2 separate regions of the Arachis hypogaea genome follow, and region 1 is linked to region 2. A link is a contact called in public Hi-C data. All regions are on one chromosome and are shown on one strand. The core of a region is the stretch at or near the end of the contact, and the rest is flanking DNA. Distances in the headings are between cores, read along the strand shown. Region 1 holds the start of LOC112779418 (pentatricopeptide repeat-containing protein At2g20540). Region 2 holds the start of LOC112775475 (transcription termination factor MTEF18, mitochondrial).

Region 1 (3,570 bases), core at 665-3,164, 350 kb before region 2:
AATGCGCATGTTAAAGATAGAAAATATTGTCTTAATGTAGCTGAGTCAAAAAGTAAAACAAAAAATAATAGTTTTGCACAACAAACGCTAGTTTTGCACAACAAACACACAACAGAACCTGAAACAAAAAGAATCCAACACGGAGGAGAGGTAGCAAGTCTGCGGAGATCAAGAACAGGGACAGTGCAACCAAACAATGAACAAAACAATGAAAACAGAATTTTTTTTATATAACAGAACAATCAAAACATGAATCATACAATCACTAATTGCAAATTTTTTCTTCATAAGAACAGAACAATGAAAACATAAAGCATATAATAAATCAAAAGATCAATCATGTGTTGATGGCATCAGATACTGCAATGGAGAATGGAGGGGAGGGCTTTTCATTACTGCTAGAGTAGAGTGGTATCCTTTTTTAATCCCAGATACTGCATTCTAGATCAAAGCTTCTGCCAAATAAATTTTGGATCACTTGCTCAAAACTGTCCTTTAGCTGATGGCATCAGAGCCAGTGCATAATCAGAAGCATCAGCTAGTTCCATAAGGGTCTGATGATCTGTTAAGATGTGATCAACCCCAACCAAAGGAGATTCACTAGACTTGGCCAGGGATGAAGGTAAAGCCTGGACAATTCAACCACCCAATCATATCCCTGAAACATGACACAAAACCTAAAAGAAAGTAAGTAGACAAGTCTACTTTACAAGTGTACCATGTTCGACAATAAACTGGAGGGTCTATGAAAGCCTCCAAGCAAACTGCTTGGTCAAGTGCCACAGCACAATACCAGTTCGGGTACTTCAGATACCAATTGCAAATTTTTTAATAAGAACAGAAGTTAGAACAGTGAAAAATGAAGAAAGATTAACAGTTTTCAACCCAATTTTAACAAAGCTCGTCACAATGATTAACAACAAAAAAAAAGCAATGAAGGAACAGTGAATCAGTAACATAAACAAAGAACAGAAAATCACAACAAAAACAAAAAAATTAAAGATAACAGAAGAACAACAGAACAACAACACAAGAACAATTAGCAAATTAACAAGTTCACAATAACAGTTAAAATTTAGCAGAAGAACACTAATGCAAGTGGAATCATCATGCTAATATGTTTTCTCACTTTTCTGCAAAGATGCTATTTGTGCACCTAAACTTTCCTAATTACTAAGATCCAATTATTCTTAATTTCACATGAAATCAACTTACTAAGTTTCTAAAAGCTAGAAATTATAAAACCAACCAGAAATATGGTTAAAGCATTGCATCAAACATGTTGAGTGCGGTAAAATTAAAACGAAATAAGAGAATTCAAAACTTAATATCAATGTGATAGAGAAAAGAACATAGCAATTGTATAATCTATGAAAAAAAAAATTCAAACCACTACCAAATCAAATAGTTACTTATTGTAATAGAAATCAGAAGTTGCAGAGTTTGAAGTAGAGTATTGGTGGCGGGTTTAGGGAACTCACGGCGGCGACAAAAGAGAGCAGTTCGACGGCTAGGTGGAGCGCGCGGGTTGGTCGCAGAGTTTGAAGCAGAGCAACGTGGCTTCCAGACGAACGCGAATGCGAATGCGAACGCGAACGGTTAACACCGAGCGAACGTGAACGGCGAAGAACGCGAAGGAAGACGACGACTGAACGAAGAGGCGAACGTGAACGGCAAACAAACGGCGGCGGAAGCGCGTCTGAGCAGACAAAGAGAAGGTCTGGCCGTATGGTTTTGGGACAGGGGAAGGAGGAGGCCGCGAAGACGCCGACAACCACGGACGGCGGCGGCGGTTCCGTTGACGAAGCTGGGTTTTAGGTATGGAACCTTAGGGCTTGAGTGTGTTTTCCGAACGAGGAGTGTTTGGTGTTTGGGAGGTGGGGTCGTGGGGATGGACTCGCGTGGGGGAATGGTGGTGGTTTTTTTTTTTTTTTTTTTTCTAAAACAATGAAAACGACGGCGTTTCTTAAGAACCGGTCGGTTTCTGGCCCGGTCCAACCGGCCGATAATCGGAAGGTTCAGCGGTTAGGGCTGGCAATTTATACCCTACTCGCGAGTACCCAACCCGGTCCAACCCGTTCGGGTAGGGTAGGCTACCCGACCCGCAGCGGATAGGGTAGTGTACGGTCCGGGTATGCCTGCGGGTAGGGTAGGGTACGGGTTTAGGGTGTACTCTACCCTACCCTATCCGCACCTCATATATAACACATATTTTATAAAAATTAGGTAAATAGTGAAGGAAGTGAGAGTTATGTAATGACTTACAATAAGTGAACAACCACTAAACTAGTTAGTTAATTTAATAATTTAGAACATTAGTTTTTTATTTTTTATATTATTAATATGTATAAAATTTGAAATGATTGAATTTTATATTTACTTTGAAAAAATTTGATATTTCTGCGGGTATGGTAGGGTAGGGTAGGGTTTAGAACTTTAGGGTGCGGGTAGGGTTAGGGTTGAGAGATTCTCAACCCGCGGGTAGGGTAGGGTAGAGTTTTAATAAAATTTTCAACCCGCAGGTAGGGTTAGGATAGAGTCCAAACCCTACCCTACCTTACCAATTGCCAGCCCTATCAGCGGTTAACCAACGGTTTGGAGGATGGTGATTTTAAGAGGAGGACCGGACCGTTTTTCATGCCGGTTCCCGGTTGAACCGGTTTGACTGACCGGTCCAGTTTGGTTTTTAGAACATCGATGAAGAGAGCTGCTCGAGTGTTAAGCCAAAAACGAGTAAACGACACCGTTTACTTCAAACCGGCTGGTTCCTAATCCGGTCCAACCGGCCAGATTTTGTCCAGTTTAGCGGTTCTTCAACGATTTTCTAACAAATAATTTCTAAAGGTTAACTAAACCGTAATTGCTGTCGGTTCAAGATTAGACCGGTTGGACCGGCTGGTCCAGTTCGATTTTTAGAACCATGGGTGATTAGCATTAGGGCACGCAAGGGAGGGGTGGTGTTTTAAAGTGACACGACGCTGTTTTCAATCTTCTAAAAAAATGACCCGATTCGGGTTATATAAACCTGTCAGGTCACCGATTTTTATCGAAACCCATCCGTGTCTGCCCGATTTTTATCGGGTCCAATGCTTAAGAGTGGCTTGGCCCGGCCAGGTGACTGGGTGACCGAGTTTTCAGTCGATTAAATAATTTTCGGGGTGGTCTTCCAACGAACAGAGTATGAAGGAGAAGGAGTAAGAATGTGACGCGAATAAGCTGGCGGCATTGCGGCAGTCCTTCTCCTTATGTTTACAATGCGGGGAACTAGCAGCATATGAGGGATAGAAAGCAAGACCGCTGGCAATGAACACACGAGAGACGACAAAGCTTGAGCAGGGATGCGAGGAGGGAGAGATGCAACGGAGGAAGCACCGCTCGAGCAAACGTGGAAGTGAGAGAGCCGCGAGCAACAAAGCTCACACGGAGGATCGGCTAGACACGAGCACACAATGCGGAGGATCCGATGAGAGGCACGACGACGACGACGGCGAGCATGCAATGGCGGTGAACTAAGGTGAAACGACGCCGTTTTCAATCTTCTGAAAAAAATTAAACATGACCTAGTTCAGG
Region 2 (3,794 bases), core at 667-3,166:
TTCGAGGGGAACTTGAAATCACAGTTTTTTTGTGCGGATTGGGGTGCAGATTTGGCGCTGTGGAATCTAGGGTTTTGTGAAGGTTTAAGGCAAGTATGGGAAATTTTGGAGATGAAGTGTGTTAATTGGAATTTCCGGAAATGGGACATAATGGGTATCGATGGTTTTTGAAATGGAGGGGTTTTGAGTGTTAATGGTTGTAGCTTGACGTGTTATGAGTTACGACAAGGTTCTGAAAACCGAACTGGTTTAGCTACTAGTTCCCTAGTACACTGCTACAACCAAAATAACTGTTTTATAATAAAATAATAAATAAAATATAAATAAAGACACTAAAACATAATTATAATATAATATAAACTTTAAAATGTCATCCAAATTAAAAGTACTACATCAATCACAATGTTATAATCTCATCCAAACACAAACTCAACAATTAAAAATCACAACAATTATACAAATTAACAATCACAAGATCAAAACAACACCACAACAACAATAATTTATCAAATTAACAAATTACCAAGTTCAAGAACATGAACTCAGATCAGAATAATTATTCAAATTAATAATTGGGCAAAAACACAACAATCTAGCAATCACATGGTCGAAGAACAGCACCCCAACAACAATTTATCAAATTACCAAATTAACAAGATCAAGAACATGAACTAAGATCCGAATAATTGTTCAAATCAACAAGGCAAAAATACAGCAACCTAACAAACACATGGTCAAAGAACAGCACCTCAACAACAATTTATCGTATTACCAAATTAACAATATCAATAACATTAACTCAGATCAGCATCACATCAACAATTAAAACCAAGGCTGCGAGAACCAAGCAGGTCATTGAACCGGTCAAGTGACTAGTTCAATAGTTTAATGGTCCAACCAGAGTGAAACCATAGTTGAACCCATTTAATTAAATATACAATACTCATCACATCCGCAACAAAAATTTAGAATAAAATAATTTCAGCAATAACTTTTAATAATCAAGTAATCAGCAACAATGAAAAAAAAACATACACAAAAACTCAAACTATTAGCAACAAAGAATTCACAATCACAAAAAATTCAACAAAGATTTCTAATCAAGTATTTAACAACAAAAAATCAGAATTAAAAAAACAAAAAACTCAGCATCCAAAGCTAGAAAATCCAAAAACAGTAAAACTAAGCAAAGAATTCAAACTCAGCGTCCAAACTAAACTCAGAATCACATCAGCAACCACACAACTCAGAATCTAGTACACAAACTCAACTCAGAATCTTAAAAATTGAAACTGAAGAAGCAGTGGCTTACCGGAGACACGGCCAGGGAGGAACGGCTGTGACAGAGTGAGCTTGGACAGAGAGTGAGCTCGGAAGAGGATCAGTTCGCGATGGCGAGGCTCCAGGCAGAGATTCATGGAGAGAGAGGACGCGCTTGAAGAAGATCGAGCAACCGTTTGCGACCGACGAAAACAGGGCCCACGAGCAACGGTTTGCGACGGCGAGGAGAAGATCCACGGCGGCAAAAGAGTCCACCGCGGCAGAGAGGGACTTTCACACTTCGCAGTGAGCGAGAGAGATGGCTCGAAGACAGAGACGACGAGTTCAGGGCGGCCGACGACGACGAGGACAGAGCGGCCACGCGAGGAGAAAGGATCCAGGAGAAGAGGGACGAGCAGACCTACGAAAGGCGAAGATAGCAACCGCTGGTCGTCACCTCCGACGCCGATAGTGGTGGGGGCTGATGAAACGTGTTTTGGGTGATGGTGGCTGGGTGGCTGCTGCTCAGGGTTTAGGGTTGGGTTTGGTTTGTGAACGAAAGAAGGGGAGGGGTGCTTCTGTTGGGCGTTTTTCTTTTTCTTCTTTTGTTTTTTAAAAAAATTAGAGGAGCCAAACAGGGTGCCTAAAATGGGGCCGGTTCCGACGATTTAACCGGTAGTTTTTTTAAGGCGATTCTCTGCCTCAACTAAAATTTTAAAGGGTAAAGTATTGTTTTTGTCCCAACGTTTGGGGTAAGTCTTAAAGTTGTTCTTAACGTTTCAATTGTCCTATTTAAGTCCTTAATGTTTCAAAATTGACTCAATGTTATCCTACCGTTAGCATCCATTAACAGAATTGACGACGGGACAAAATTGAGACGATTTTGAAATATTTGGGACTTAAATAGGACGAAAACATTAGGGACAAAAACGATACATAAAAATAAATTTTAATTTAATTTTATCTTTCAATAATATTAATTTTTTACTTTACATAGTATTCAATTCATCAATTGTTTTTTAATTACATCTAAATAAATTACACTTAATCACATTACTTTTTTTTAAATAAATTTATTTTTTTATAATTTTAAAGAATTTTGATATATTAGAGACAAAAGGTATAATTTATATTTTATTGTATATATATTATTTTTTCTTTTCTGTAAGTTTATATACTAGTCATTTTACAAATATTTCATGATAACTAAAAATCTTTAAGAGTAAAATTATAAAAAAATTAATTTATTTAAAATGAAAGTAATATGATTAAGTGTAATTTACTTATATGTGATTAAAAAATAATTGAATACTATGTATAGTAAAAAATTGATATTATTGAAGGGTAAAATTAAAATTTATTTCTATATATCATTTTTGTCTCCAATGTTTTCGTCCTATTTAAGTCCCTAATGTTTCAAAATTGTTTCAATTTTGTCCCGCCGTCAATTCTATTAACGGATCCCTAACGGCAGGACAATATTGAGTCACTTTTAAAACATTAGAAACTTAAATAGAACGATTGAAACGTTAGGAACAACTTTAAAACTTAAAAAATAATACTTTACTCAATTTTAAAAATTGAACCGATCATCAAGTTTTTTTAGTTACATCTTTATACGGTAGTTTAACTAAAATAATTGTTTTATAATAAAATATAAATAAATACATAAAAATATAATTATAATCTAATATAAATTTTAAAATATTATTTAAATTAAAATTATTATATTCATATCTAAAATATTACTAATCGGTAACAGATTTAAAAAATTTTAATAATAGAAAAAAATAATATATAAAATAATAAAAATTTAACATAAATATATTTAAATATTAAAAATTTAAAATATATTAGTCAATTTTTAAATAATTTAATTAACACATCAAAAAGTATATTAATTTAAAAATATTTTTTTTGTCAAATATCTTTTATGTCCATCAATTTACATTTTATTGATTATTTTTTATATAATACAAAAAATCATAGCTCAATAATTAAAGAATCTATAAAAAAATATATAAGATTCAAAAAAGAAACACAAAAATAATTACGAAAAAATAAAAATTTAATTCAAACAACCATATTTTTTATATATAAATATAAATAATATCTTTTTTCTATTAATTAATTATTTAAATATTTTTTGCCATTTAATTGCATAATTGACACTATAATATTCATGGTAAAAAAAAAATTGATGAAAATAATTATTATACATAATACCAAAACTAAATTAAATAAATAGTAAAAATAAATAAACGATATATAATATATATTATCTCAATTAAAATAAAAAATTATTAAATACTAACTGTCTCATTTTTATTGAGAAAATAAATTTAATTTTAGATAATTAACTAATTAAATTATTATTATTATTTAATCAAGCATATTTATTTTTCTAATATAAATAGATTAAATTTATATAATTCGATCATTTTTATCATTGTATTGTTATTTAATAACCTAGATTTTTTACATATTTATTTAAAAAAAAATAAATAGGGGAAAACCTATTATTTTAAGGGGAT

What was found. A called contact is a pair of places that touch in the nucleus more often than the background predicts.
Region 1: a Hi-C map of an unstated tissue shows a contact between it and region 2, with 4 times the contacts expected there. The contact joins the promoter of LOC112779418 here to the promoter of LOC112775475 in region 2. A contact is called at or near these places in 3 of 8 Hi-C or Micro-C datasets (leaf and an unstated tissue).

The regions. Positions count from the first base shown.
Region 1 is chr19:128,856,067-128,859,636 of arahy.Tifrunner.gnm2.J5K5, reverse strand. It overlaps LOC112779418 (pentatricopeptide repeat-containing protein At2g20540), which reads right to left and starts at 1,914. Exons shown (of 8, transcript XR_011877004.1): 1 at 1,482-1,914.
Region 2 is chr19:128,510,028-128,513,821 of arahy.Tifrunner.gnm2.J5K5, reverse strand. It overlaps LOC112775475 (transcription termination factor MTEF18, mitochondrial), which reads right to left and starts at 1,916. Exons shown (of 3, transcript XM_025819102.3): 1 at 1,313-1,916; 2 at 1-275. The coding sequence starts at 149.